Regions from separate parts of the Mus musculus genome. Here all the other regions are linked to region 3. The links are chromatin contacts, called in public Hi-C maps. All regions are on one chromosome and are shown on one strand. Each heading gives the region's core, a stretch centred on a gene start, on an enhancer-like site or on the middle of the called end of the contact. The rest is flanking DNA. Distances are from core to core; before and after follow the strand shown. Region 1 overlaps Gm39849 (a long non-coding RNA gene). Region 2 has its middle 10 kb from the start of Gm39849. Region 3 has its middle 39 kb from the start of Gm39850.

Region 1 (3,369 bases), core at 345-2,844, 210 kb before region 3:
TGTTTTTGTTTTTTTGGTTTTTTTGTTTGTTTGTTTGTTTGTTTGCTTGCTTGCTTGTTTTTGACTTTCATTTCTGTTTTATTTGTTTTGTGAGAGAGGGAGAAAGAGAACATGAAGTTCAGTGGATGGGTAAGGAGGTAGGGAGATCTAGGACTAGGAGAGAGGAAGACACGATCAAAATATATTGTATGAGAAAAAATAAATTAAAAAAGATATGGAAGAATTCAGCAGTAAATAAAAAGAAAAAGTCTCTTGCTTATGATAAGCCAACCATGCTTCATTGGAAGGGCATGTGTCTAAGAAAACAAAGGCAGCACAAACTGGATGGGGTGAATGGGAGAGAAGAGAACACAAAGCTGGTTTGGTAAGGATAACTTGGGAGGAGTCACTGGGGAAGTGAATCTGATCAAAACCCATTGTATGCAACTTCTCAAAGAACTGATTTTAAAGTGAGTAGCTAATTAACTGAAATGACAAGTCTCTCCAAGTGCTCTACTCAGTAACTCATCATTTTCACAGCATTATGGGGGACAAGCAGGACTCACATCGCATTTAGTCGTCTGGGGATTGTCACTGCAATTACTTGCCTATGATGCTCAGAACTCTATGCGGAGAAGGAGGCAGGAAGATTGGAAGAGCCAGAGGTGGAGGATGGCTCCAAGAAAACTGTCTTCCAGACACAACAGGAGCAACATTGTGTCACTGTCATATGTGCAGCTGCCCATACTGTTACCTTGTATTCATCTGCCACTTCTGGCTCTTACAGTCTCAATGAATGAATAATGAAAATGTGGCGTATTTACACACTGGAATATTTTTCAGCTATTAAGAAAGATGAAATTTCGAAGCTCACAGGTAAAGGATACAGCTGGAAACAATCATTCTGAGTTAAGTATCCCTGCCAAGTGTCCCTTGCTTTCTTTCATTTGTAGGTGTTAGCTTTGACGCTTTAGACACATACATTTCATTTGGAATACCCACAGAGGTCAGGAAACCAGAAAGAGGGGTGGGGGTGGGGGAGCCTTCAGGGGAGGGGAGATACATAGTTTTTCTGTTGTTTTTTTTTTAACTTTAGCAGTTACAACCAAGACTCTGATTAGCCTGGTCAGGTAGACTTAATCCTGGGTGCAGGTAGATCCCAGCGTTGTGAAGACTGATGCTTTGTCAGGTTTCACACACCTTCCCATTGCTACCGTGCAAATGCTTTAAAGACCGTGAAAATCAAACACTAAACAAATCCAATCTTGTGACCAGAATAAAAAGCATGCCTGAAGGAATTCAGCCCGTGTGTCTAATAAAAATCAGTGGAGACCTTTCCAGGAAGATGATAGACTGGATAATACTTCCACCAGCTTCACTTGAACCCTTAAGGGAAGTTTCTCTAGTGCAGTCACTGAAGGAAAATCCATACTTCATGGCTTTTGCTTAGCATGGAGGAAAAACATACCAAGTCGCCTATGTTTGCAGGAAACGTGAGGTGCTGTGGGCAAAAGTGGGAAGAACCAATGCAAATTTAGCAAGCCAGATAATAACTGGGGAAACCCCGACTCTCACCATCACAGTCTCATTGTCTGAGGATGTGGCAGGCCAGGATTGGCTGACCTGTGAATGACCTTCTTAGACTGTGTAAACAAGGTCAAACAAGTGACATCACTTGGGGTGAAGGAATGAGTCATTAAAAATAGTTATCCCACCCACACTTAGAATTGAACAACTTCTTAGGGGTAATAAAATCTCTCTCTCTCTCTCTCTCTCTCTCTCTCTCTCTCTCTGAGCTCAGAGTTTCCCTGTTGTAATTCCTGTCACTGTGACAAGGACTTAAAGCACTCAATCTTAAAGAACCCAGACCACGCCTTCTTTGACTCCAAGGCAAACAACCGTGTTCTACCTTGAAGAAAATGTAAAGCTGGGTTGAACAGCTTTGAACCGTGTCCAAGCTTACAATGGTTTTCTTTAGCATGTATCAAAACCTAAACAACAATGCTGGGCTGTGTGTAACAGTGCAACAGTTAAGGACCTGGTTTGGCACTAACTGCATTAAGGTGGTCCCAGTTCCACTACTCTCTGGTATTGTAACTCAGGCCAGGTTCATGTGTGCCTTTCATGTCTTGCTCCTTGATTGACAACGGGGGTGGGGGTGGGGGAGGATAGTTTGACTGAGAATTACCTCCAGCCATTCATACATTTAAATACTTAGTCTCTATTGGTGGGCCTATTTGGGAAGGATTAGGAAGTTTAGCCAGGTTGGAGGAGGTGTGTTACTGGGACAGGCTTCAAGGTTTCAAAACACTCAGGGCATTCCCTGAGTTCTCTCCCTGGGGATCAAGGTGTGAACTTGCCACTATGTCTTTGCTCCACCATCATGGATTCTAACCTGTTGCAGGATATTTGATCACAAGGTGAACCCCAACATTGTTTTTTACAGAAAAAAAAAAAATAGCTGTTTCTAGTTATGATGTGGCTCAGCCTTAGCACACACCTTTAATCCCAAACAATGAAAGTAAAGTTAGTTTGTAGAAGGAAGCACTCATGTTTGAAAGTGATGTACAATTGAGTGGCAGGCAAAGTGACAAACCAGAGAAAGATTTGACAGAATAGGACGTGCCCAACTCTCACAAGGAGAGGAAAGGGAGGCTGCTTAAGAGAGCCGTGCAAATTTTTGGTGTTGCTTTGTGTAGCTACAGTAAATTGTGCGAGCTGTACTGAATGTTACAGAATTCATTAGGAGTAAAGCATGGGAATGTGGCATGAAATTTGGAGTGGGCATGGGCAGGTGGTTCTGCATGTAAATGTACTGGCTGTTCTTCCAGAGGACCAGGATTTGATTCCCAACACCCACCTATAACTCCTGTTCTAGAGGATCTCATACTGTCTTCTGGCCCCTGTGGGCACCACCAAGCAAGCAAACACTCATATAAATGAAATAAAAATACTTTTTTTTTAAGAAAAAGAAAAAAACAGAGAGAGAGAGAGCAGTGCGGTGTGTGTGTGGGGGGGGGGGAGGAGAGCATTTTACTGGGCTAGTTATAGAGATAGGTTGCAGTGACAGAAGGAGCCAGAGAATGAGAAGGAACCAGAAGATTAGAGCAGATTGCTAGAGTTAGTTTGAGGCCAAGCAGAGCAATTCAGGAAAGGCCAATGGAGAGAAGCCAGATGGTGTCAATCAGCTTGGAGAGGAATGTGAGCCAGAACAGCTGCGTTGACTTGCTAGTCACAGCTCAGAAAGAACTAGGAAGCCGGGATGAGCTTACTCAGCACCAAGTCTCAGAGGCTGAAAACATTCTAGGTCTAGGTTAGATCGTACAGGCCGGCTAGAAGCTTCCAGGACTAGGTTAGCAGACAGAGGCAGTAATTCTTCCCAGACAACAA
Region 2 (3,506 bases), core at 627-3,126, 180 kb before region 3:
AAATAAAACACTCACCCAACTCATTCAAATCCCAGGGTGTTGCATTCAGGCAACACTGTGAGCAGAAAAATGCTCTGCGAACCAAGTGCAGAGAGTCACTTCTAGCTTCATAATTACTGAGGGGAAACGCATTTCAAAACCAGAGGTGTGGAACTAAGGCTTCCTTTTGCACAGAGGCCCTACAAGACATACTAAATCATTGCCAACCACGCCCCTCTCATAAATTATCGCTCTCATAATATTACTCCAACTTTAGAATCCACCTATCTCTATCTTGTGCATCCCAAACCACAGATAAGCCAACTTTTTACATGAAAATACTTTCTCTCACAGAAATCCTTTTGTTTACATTTTGGTATTGTATGTATGAATGACTTGCTCAAATAGATTTCTGTTTTACACGCATCCTGTAACTAAGGTTTGGACAGTGTGACCCAACATGTGGGTGCTGGAGTCAAACCCAGGTCTTCTACAAGAACAAGCCCCCTTAACCCTTGAGCCGCCTCTCTAGCACGTGGAAGACTTTCTGATTTTTTAAACGATGCCATCTGCGCAGTTGCAGAACGGTATCTCCATTCCAGATTTTGAAGACTCGGTTCACCCTGCAACTTGAATCTGTATGCTTCCTTCCCAAAACAATTATTTCATTTCTTATCCCAACTAAAAGATAAACAGTCTAAAAATCCCATGTGTAAGGTAGCTAACTTTACACCCCACTGAAATAGAAATGCCTAACGCTGTATGTCATGGCTCTCTTGTGAAATTCCAGCGCTCTGGGAGGTAAAAGAAGAAGGATCCAGAGTTCAAGGCCAGCCTGCGCTACATGAGACCATGCCTAAAGAAGAAAAGGGACTAATATTATCCTTGTAGCAGTAACTTTTAGATTCTCACTCTATCCTTTTGTACTGACCATGAGTGGAATATGTAAAGGAAGAATGTTGTATTCTCCAGTCATTTCTTCAATATATCAGAACTTTAATTGGGGGGAGGGTATTTTGTTGTTTTGCTCTGCTCTGCTCTGCTCTGCTCTGCTCTGCTCTGCTCTGCTCTGCTCTGCTCTGCTGTTTGTTTCAGACAGTTTCTCTGTGCAGCCCCGGCTGTCCTGGAATTTGCTTTGGTAGACCAAGCTGGTCTCGAACTCAGGGTTCTGCCTTTTTCTGCTAAGATTTAAAGGCATGTGTCATCACACCCAGCGAGAACATTAATCTTAAAAAGAATTTCCCTGTGTTTTACCATTTCATTGTAATGAGATCTCCTAGGCCATTGCTAGTCTTTTCTGGCTTTTTGTTTTGAGTCTTTGGGTTATACATATGTGTATGTATTTATGTATATGCTTATCACCAACGCCTATGCTTCAGCTCAATGGCACATAAACCAGAAAGTATTCATAGATCATCTCTGAGCTTACCAAATCAAGATAAAGCACAGCGGTCTGATTGACAGCTCCAGCTTCAGTCTTCGCCTGGCATTAGCATTCTTACAGTCAGAACTAAGTCTGTTCTTTTTAAAAAGTGCACTGTGGTTCCATGATAAGTCACACTGCACATGGTTTAGAAATGAGCGCACAGGCCCATCTGTATGGTACAAGGAACTCACTTAAATGGAAGCAGAACTCCTATATAAGAGCAATTCTTAATTTTCACCCACAATTGCAGGAGCTTGGCATGTAAATGAAGTGCTCCCTGAGCAGGCATTACATGGGCGTTTTTCAGGAATGATGGCCACAGTCTATCATTTCAATGGTCCCAGTCCAAAGGATCTTGGAGTCACTGACACAGCAGACTGTGACAGCTTCATAGGCCCTGTTTTGGGCTACTGGGTTCATGCCCAGTAGAAGGGAAAGAGGGAAAGTGACCCGATGAGTCACTAGTGGCTGTGGCCCAAGCCCTTCGCCCCAGCTGGCAGAGTAGAGGCTTTTCCACATTGGGTTCACCCACTGGACCCACACAACGGAGGGTTTTATGTGGTTTGGCTTTAAGAGGCTAAAATTCAGCCAGTGGGGAAAGAAGCCAACCAGTTAGCATGACGTTCAAGTCTAAAGCCTGGGCAAGGTTCTGGGGTGCTCACAAAATAGACAGCCACCACCCTGGAATACCGTGGGGTAACAATTTCTTGAGAATTATTGCTCCAGGTTTTGCCTCATATTTGAAGGGTAGAATGGCTGCTTAGTGGTTCACCTTTTTCCCCGTAGGGATCAGGAGAAAAAGCATCCTATTTTGTACCAACCCAGCACTAATACCTATATATCCCCTCCCCTCAAAAGAGTCCTCATGGAGTGGCCTAGTGTCAGTAATACTTTGGTCATGGAGGAAAACAGGAGCAATGCTGTTATTGCAGAGACAGCTTGCCTGCCATCAAGTATCTGCTACCAAACCTGGATGTGATTGGTGCTTGACATGATGTCATACAAGCCAAGCTTGGCATGATGTCATATGGGCCAACCTTGGGCATTTCTTAGCTATGGAGGTCAGACCTGTACCATCCATCCTTAAGCCTTCATCCTCTCTGGGAGGTTGCACCTGCCAGAGGTGGGGGGTGACTCTTATAACACTGAGCAAAATTCATCACAGAATTATTTAGGAGAAATTTGGCCATAATTTGGCCTGACTAATGTCATTCCTTCCTGATACCATTCAGCCATGGAAATTTTCACTCCCCAGCTATATTGTTGAAAGGATGTGTTTTAAATATAATGACAAAATATCTACATATTGACATCAAATGATGTATTCCCATGAAATAAGCATATGCATAAACATAAGCACATAAGTGCCATGATTAAAAGTGTATATATTTATAGTCCAAGTAGCTATCTCGTAAATCTTGATTTTTGTCATTTTTTGGTAATATTTACTTTTAAATATGTGAGTATCAATAATGTAGCTTAACCTTTTCTTCATATTTGGAGATGACCTTAGACATGTAAGTAACATAGTGATGCTCTTGGGCCTGTTAATACACAGAATTACATTTTGCTGTTACACTGAAAGATCAGTTTAGGGGAACTTATTTTTCCTGCATCCTTGCTTGCCTGGCCTTCACCATAAAGGAAAGATGACCACTGTCCCTGCATTCATACAGGATTCTCCAGAGGAGCAGAACCAATAGACTCCACCCTAAGATGGGACTTACCAGGTTGGCCACATGATGAGAAGCTGAGGATGTCCCACAATAGCTGTCTGTAGGCTGGAGAAGAGCCAGAAAAACTAGTGACTGCTCAGTGGAAGAAGCCAGAAATCCCAAACAAGAGGAGGCAAAAATGTATAAGCCCCGCTGGAGGCAGAAGGCATGGAAGACCCTGGTGAGCCACCCGCACAGCCTTATTCAGAGGTTGAAGAACTTGGTTGTTATGTCTGTGCATTAACAGCAGACCTGCGCTGGGTCCCTTCTCAGCTGTCATTCTCTCCAGGTCCCCTGATATCTGGATGGTGCGGCCCCATTCAGGGTACATCTTCTGACCTCACTTCACTGCCTACATTCCCATTGTCACATGAAACCCCCTCTCT
Region 3 (3,450 bases), core at 80-2,579:
CAATTTCTCTCTCTCTCTTTCTTCCTTCCTTCCTTCCTTCCTTCCTTCCTTCCTTCCTTCCTTCCTTCCTTCCTTCCTTCCTTCCTTCCTTCCTTCCTCCCTTCCTTTTTTATTTCATTTTAACTTTTTTTTTTGAGACAGGGTTTCTCTGTGTAGCCTTGGTTGTCCTGGAACTCACTCTGTAGACCAGGCTGGCCTCAAACTCAGAAATCCACCTGCCTCTGCCTCCCAAGTGCTAGAATTAAAAGCATGTGCCACCACTGCCCCACCTCATTTTAACTTTTTAAAAAATGTATTTTTAAACTCATTTATTTTGTGTGTTTTGCTTGCACGAATGTCTGAGCACCATGCGCAAGGCTGCTTGGTGCCTGGGGAGGTCAGGACAGGTCATCAGATCCCCTGGAATTGGAGCTATGGACAGTTGTGAGTTGCCATGCTGGTGCTGAGAACCAAACCTGTGATACTCTGCAAGGGCCACCAGTCCTCTTAACTGCTGGCTGGCTTCCATTGCTACATACAGAGCACCTATGCTAATGGTTACAGTGCCTGTCTGAGTCCCTGTCTCCATTTTTAAGATAATTGGATCACTTCTAAAGCTCACTTTACCCCACTAAGGGTTAAGACCACTGTTCAAGGTTGAGGCAGCAAAAGTAACTATCTGGTTATGGTGGTTTCTATTCTCCTTAGGAACTGGGATGCTGGGCTTTCTGAGGTCTCTCTGGATCCGCACATTTGAGAGGGGGTGTCCTACATTTAAGCATTTCCATTTTAAAACGATCGACCAGCCCCATTGTGCTCACTAGGCCTTAAAAACTTGCAGCTTCTTGGAGCTCTGGCCGCAGGCCAGTGGAGCCTCCAGCTGCTGACTGACCCTGCCTGGAAAGTCAACTTGGAAGAGGCACAACCGTCCTAATCCTCTTCCAAACCACTCTAAGAAGGTTTATCCAGTGACCTGTAAAACGAAATTAGTAAAAGGGACACTTTAATTCCAGCTCGTTAGGGAGCTTCTAAAATCTTTAAGAAAGCCAGCGCAGCAGATTCTGTGCTGGGGGAAGGGGGACGAAGACACGCCTCCCATTTTCAGAGGCAAAATATCCTTGCTTTTCAATGGTGATTCTGCACACTGACTTTTTTTTTTTTTAGGGCTTTCTTAGGAATCTCAGCGAAGGTGGGAAGCGAGGTTTGAGAACAGGGTGACAGCCCAACAGGGTCAAGCGAGCCCATCTCACCCCACCACCAAATTGGGCCAAGTCCAGCGGCACTCTGGCCTAACTACAGGAGCCTGCCTATTCTCACCGCTCTTACAACATCTCCCTGGAGCTGGCCTATTGCGCAATACCAGGAAACAGTCCATATGAAACCTTGGCCCGCAGAGTGTACATGTTCTGGTTTTTATTCTGCAGCTCTTTTATAATACGTGTTTTCCTTTCCCATAATGTCATCTGGAAGCAATTCCTCCCAACAGCTGGATCTGCTTTCGGAATTGGTAAACACGTAAAATGGAAGGCTGTGGAAGATTCGGAGACTCGGCAGAGGAGCTGCTTCTCCGCCTGCTTGGCTCGCGTTCTGAGGCTTATCTGGGGTCTCCTCAAAACCCAGAATGTCTTCAAACAGGCAACCCGCGCCGCATTCCCATCTTCAGAGGGTCAACATGTTCTCTGGTGGAGAAATTTTCTGAATGCCTTGCTGATAAAAGTCATCAGATGCAGGCCAGATCGCCAGTTGCCAAGATCTGCAGGCTCCACGTGGAAGCCAGCCCAGCAGAACATTCCCAGCATCCCCACACCTTCCTGCGGCCAGCATCTTAGGGTCCCCCGGGATATCTTCCCAAGAGCACAGCTTTCCGGTGTCGCTGCCACCAACGCCCATCAAGCGAGGACCAGAGCCAAAGACTAAGTGGGTCATTAAAGGGGACCATCCCCCTTAATGTGATTGATCCTCAGGAACAAGTTTCCACACAGACACAAGACGGAGACCTACCCAGCTATGGAAAGGAGCCCAAGAACTCAGCTGTCCACCCTAAGCTCTCTCTCTCTCTCTCTCTCTCTCTCTGTCTCTGTCTCTGTCTCTCTCTCTGTCTCTCTCTCTCTCTCTCTCTCTCTCTCTCTCTCCCCCTCCCATTCCCCCACCTCCACCCCCAGGGAGCAGGGGCTCACTAGCATTGCTAGTTCTGGGCCAGGGACTCCAGGGGCATGTTTCAGCCTGAATACAGTAAAGGGGACAAAGTTTAGGTTCTGTATCTTCTACAGAAATGCAACTCTTTAGATGGTCATTTCCAACATGGGAGGAGGGGGGACGTCGGGACCATGACAAGCTGAACACATGGTCCACTTTCAGAGGGAAATGGAAAAGTATGCCTGTGAACACCTGTCCCGCTGCAGAGAAGGTCACACACAGGGCTGGTCCTCTTCTGGGCTGATACAAGATCTCTGTGAATTAGAGGCTAGCTTTGTCTGGGAGGCTATTTTCCAGCCAACCAAGACTATATAGCAAGACCTTATCTCATAAAATAAAATAAAATAAAATAAAATAAAATAAAATAAAAATCTTCAGAAAAATAAGTAACTAGAAGCTAGTAGCTAAGCTAAGCGAACAAGAAACATTCCTGCTTTTGTTTCTCTCTGCTGGTCACAATCTTTTTTTTTTTTTAATATTTATTTATTTGTAGTTACACTGTAGCTGTCTTCAGATACTCCAGAATAGGGAGTCAGATCTCATTACGGATGGTTGTGAACCACCATGTGGTTGCTGGGATTTGAACTCAGGGCCTTCGGAAGAGCAGTCAGTGCTCTTAACCGCTGAGCCATCTCTCCAGCCCCGCTGGTCACAATCTTGACTCTGTGTTTTCACCTTGACTTCCTGCTACGATGGACTGTAACCTGGACTTATGATCTAAAAACAAACCCTTTCTCCCCTAAGTTGATTTTGTCAGGAAATTTGTTACCAAGAGAAACAAATCCAGAACAGATGGACGGTCCTTCCCATTGTTCAGGGACCACGCTCAGCAGGGAATTCTAAGGAACACGACTTCCCAGCTCTGCAGCACCAACCACAAACTGTGCTTCCTCCAGAGAAACCACGGGGGTCTACACCTACCGAGTGCATTTGCTCTCCGGTGCCCGGCCCCTGCCCCCTCCTCTGGCCTGGTAGAAGTCCAGGAACAGAACCAACTTCCCAAGTTTTGTTTTGTTTTGTTTTGTTTTTATTTCCCAGATTTCATGGTTTCTTGCCTGGACCTTGAAAATCCAGGAGGTTTGAGTTTCATGCCAAAGCTCGCTGCCCGGGCCCTGGCTGTTCTGGGTCTGACTTTGTGGATTACTGGGAGGGGCCTGGGAGGGGCTTGGAGACTGTAGCTGAAGCTTAGGATAGGGTGATGATGGGAGTGTGAAGGCAGCCTCTTGGTTAATACTGCAATCTGATTGCTCAAGGAGCCAGAGACAAAGCAGACAC

What was found. Hi-C and Micro-C count contacts between places; a contact is called where the count stands out from the background.
Region 1: a Hi-C map of uterus shows a contact between it and region 3, with 3 times the contacts expected there. The contact joins two enhancer-like sites. A contact is called at or near these places in 2 of 484 Hi-C or Micro-C datasets (Sertoli cells and uterus) and 3 of 115 datasets of contacts at active chromatin or transcription factors (embryonic stem cells, fibro-adipogenic progenitors and trophoblast stem cells).
Region 2: a Hi-C map of muscle stem cells shows a contact between it and region 3, with 1.6 times the contacts expected there. The contact joins two enhancer-like sites. A contact is called at or near these places in 4 of 484 Hi-C or Micro-C datasets (CD8 T cells, embryonic stem cells, liver and 1 more) and 2 of 115 datasets of contacts at active chromatin or transcription factors (astrocytes and regulatory T cells).

Annotation. Positions count from the first base shown.
Region 1 is chr2:72,836,702-72,840,070 of GRCm38.p6, forward strand. All of the region lies in intron 1 of Gm39849 (a long non-coding RNA gene), which reads right to left. Among named protein-coding and RNA genes, the nearest start is that of Gm39849, 23 kb to the right of the region's middle. Within about 2 kb of position 1,595, at least 81 of the 459 cell types and tissues checked have an H3K27ac peak or open chromatin away from gene starts, as enhancers often do. A contact at or near this core is called in embryonic stem cells, fibro-adipogenic progenitors and uterus, where this site is marked.
Region 2 is chr2:72,870,150-72,873,655 of GRCm38.p6, forward strand. No RefSeq gene overlaps it. Among named protein-coding and RNA genes, the nearest start is that of Gm39849, 10 kb to the left of the region's middle. Within about 2 kb of position 1,877, at least 34 of the 459 cell types and tissues checked have an H3K27ac peak or open chromatin away from gene starts, as enhancers often do. A contact at or near this core is called in muscle stem cells, where this site is marked.
Region 3 is chr2:73,045,857-73,049,306 of GRCm38.p6, forward strand. No RefSeq gene overlaps it. Among named protein-coding and RNA genes, the nearest start is that of Gm39850, 39 kb to the left of the region's middle. Within about 2 kb of position 1,330, at least 101 of the 459 cell types and tissues checked have an H3K27ac peak or open chromatin away from gene starts, as enhancers often do. A contact at or near this core is called in embryonic stem cells, fibro-adipogenic progenitors, muscle stem cells and 1 more, where this site is marked.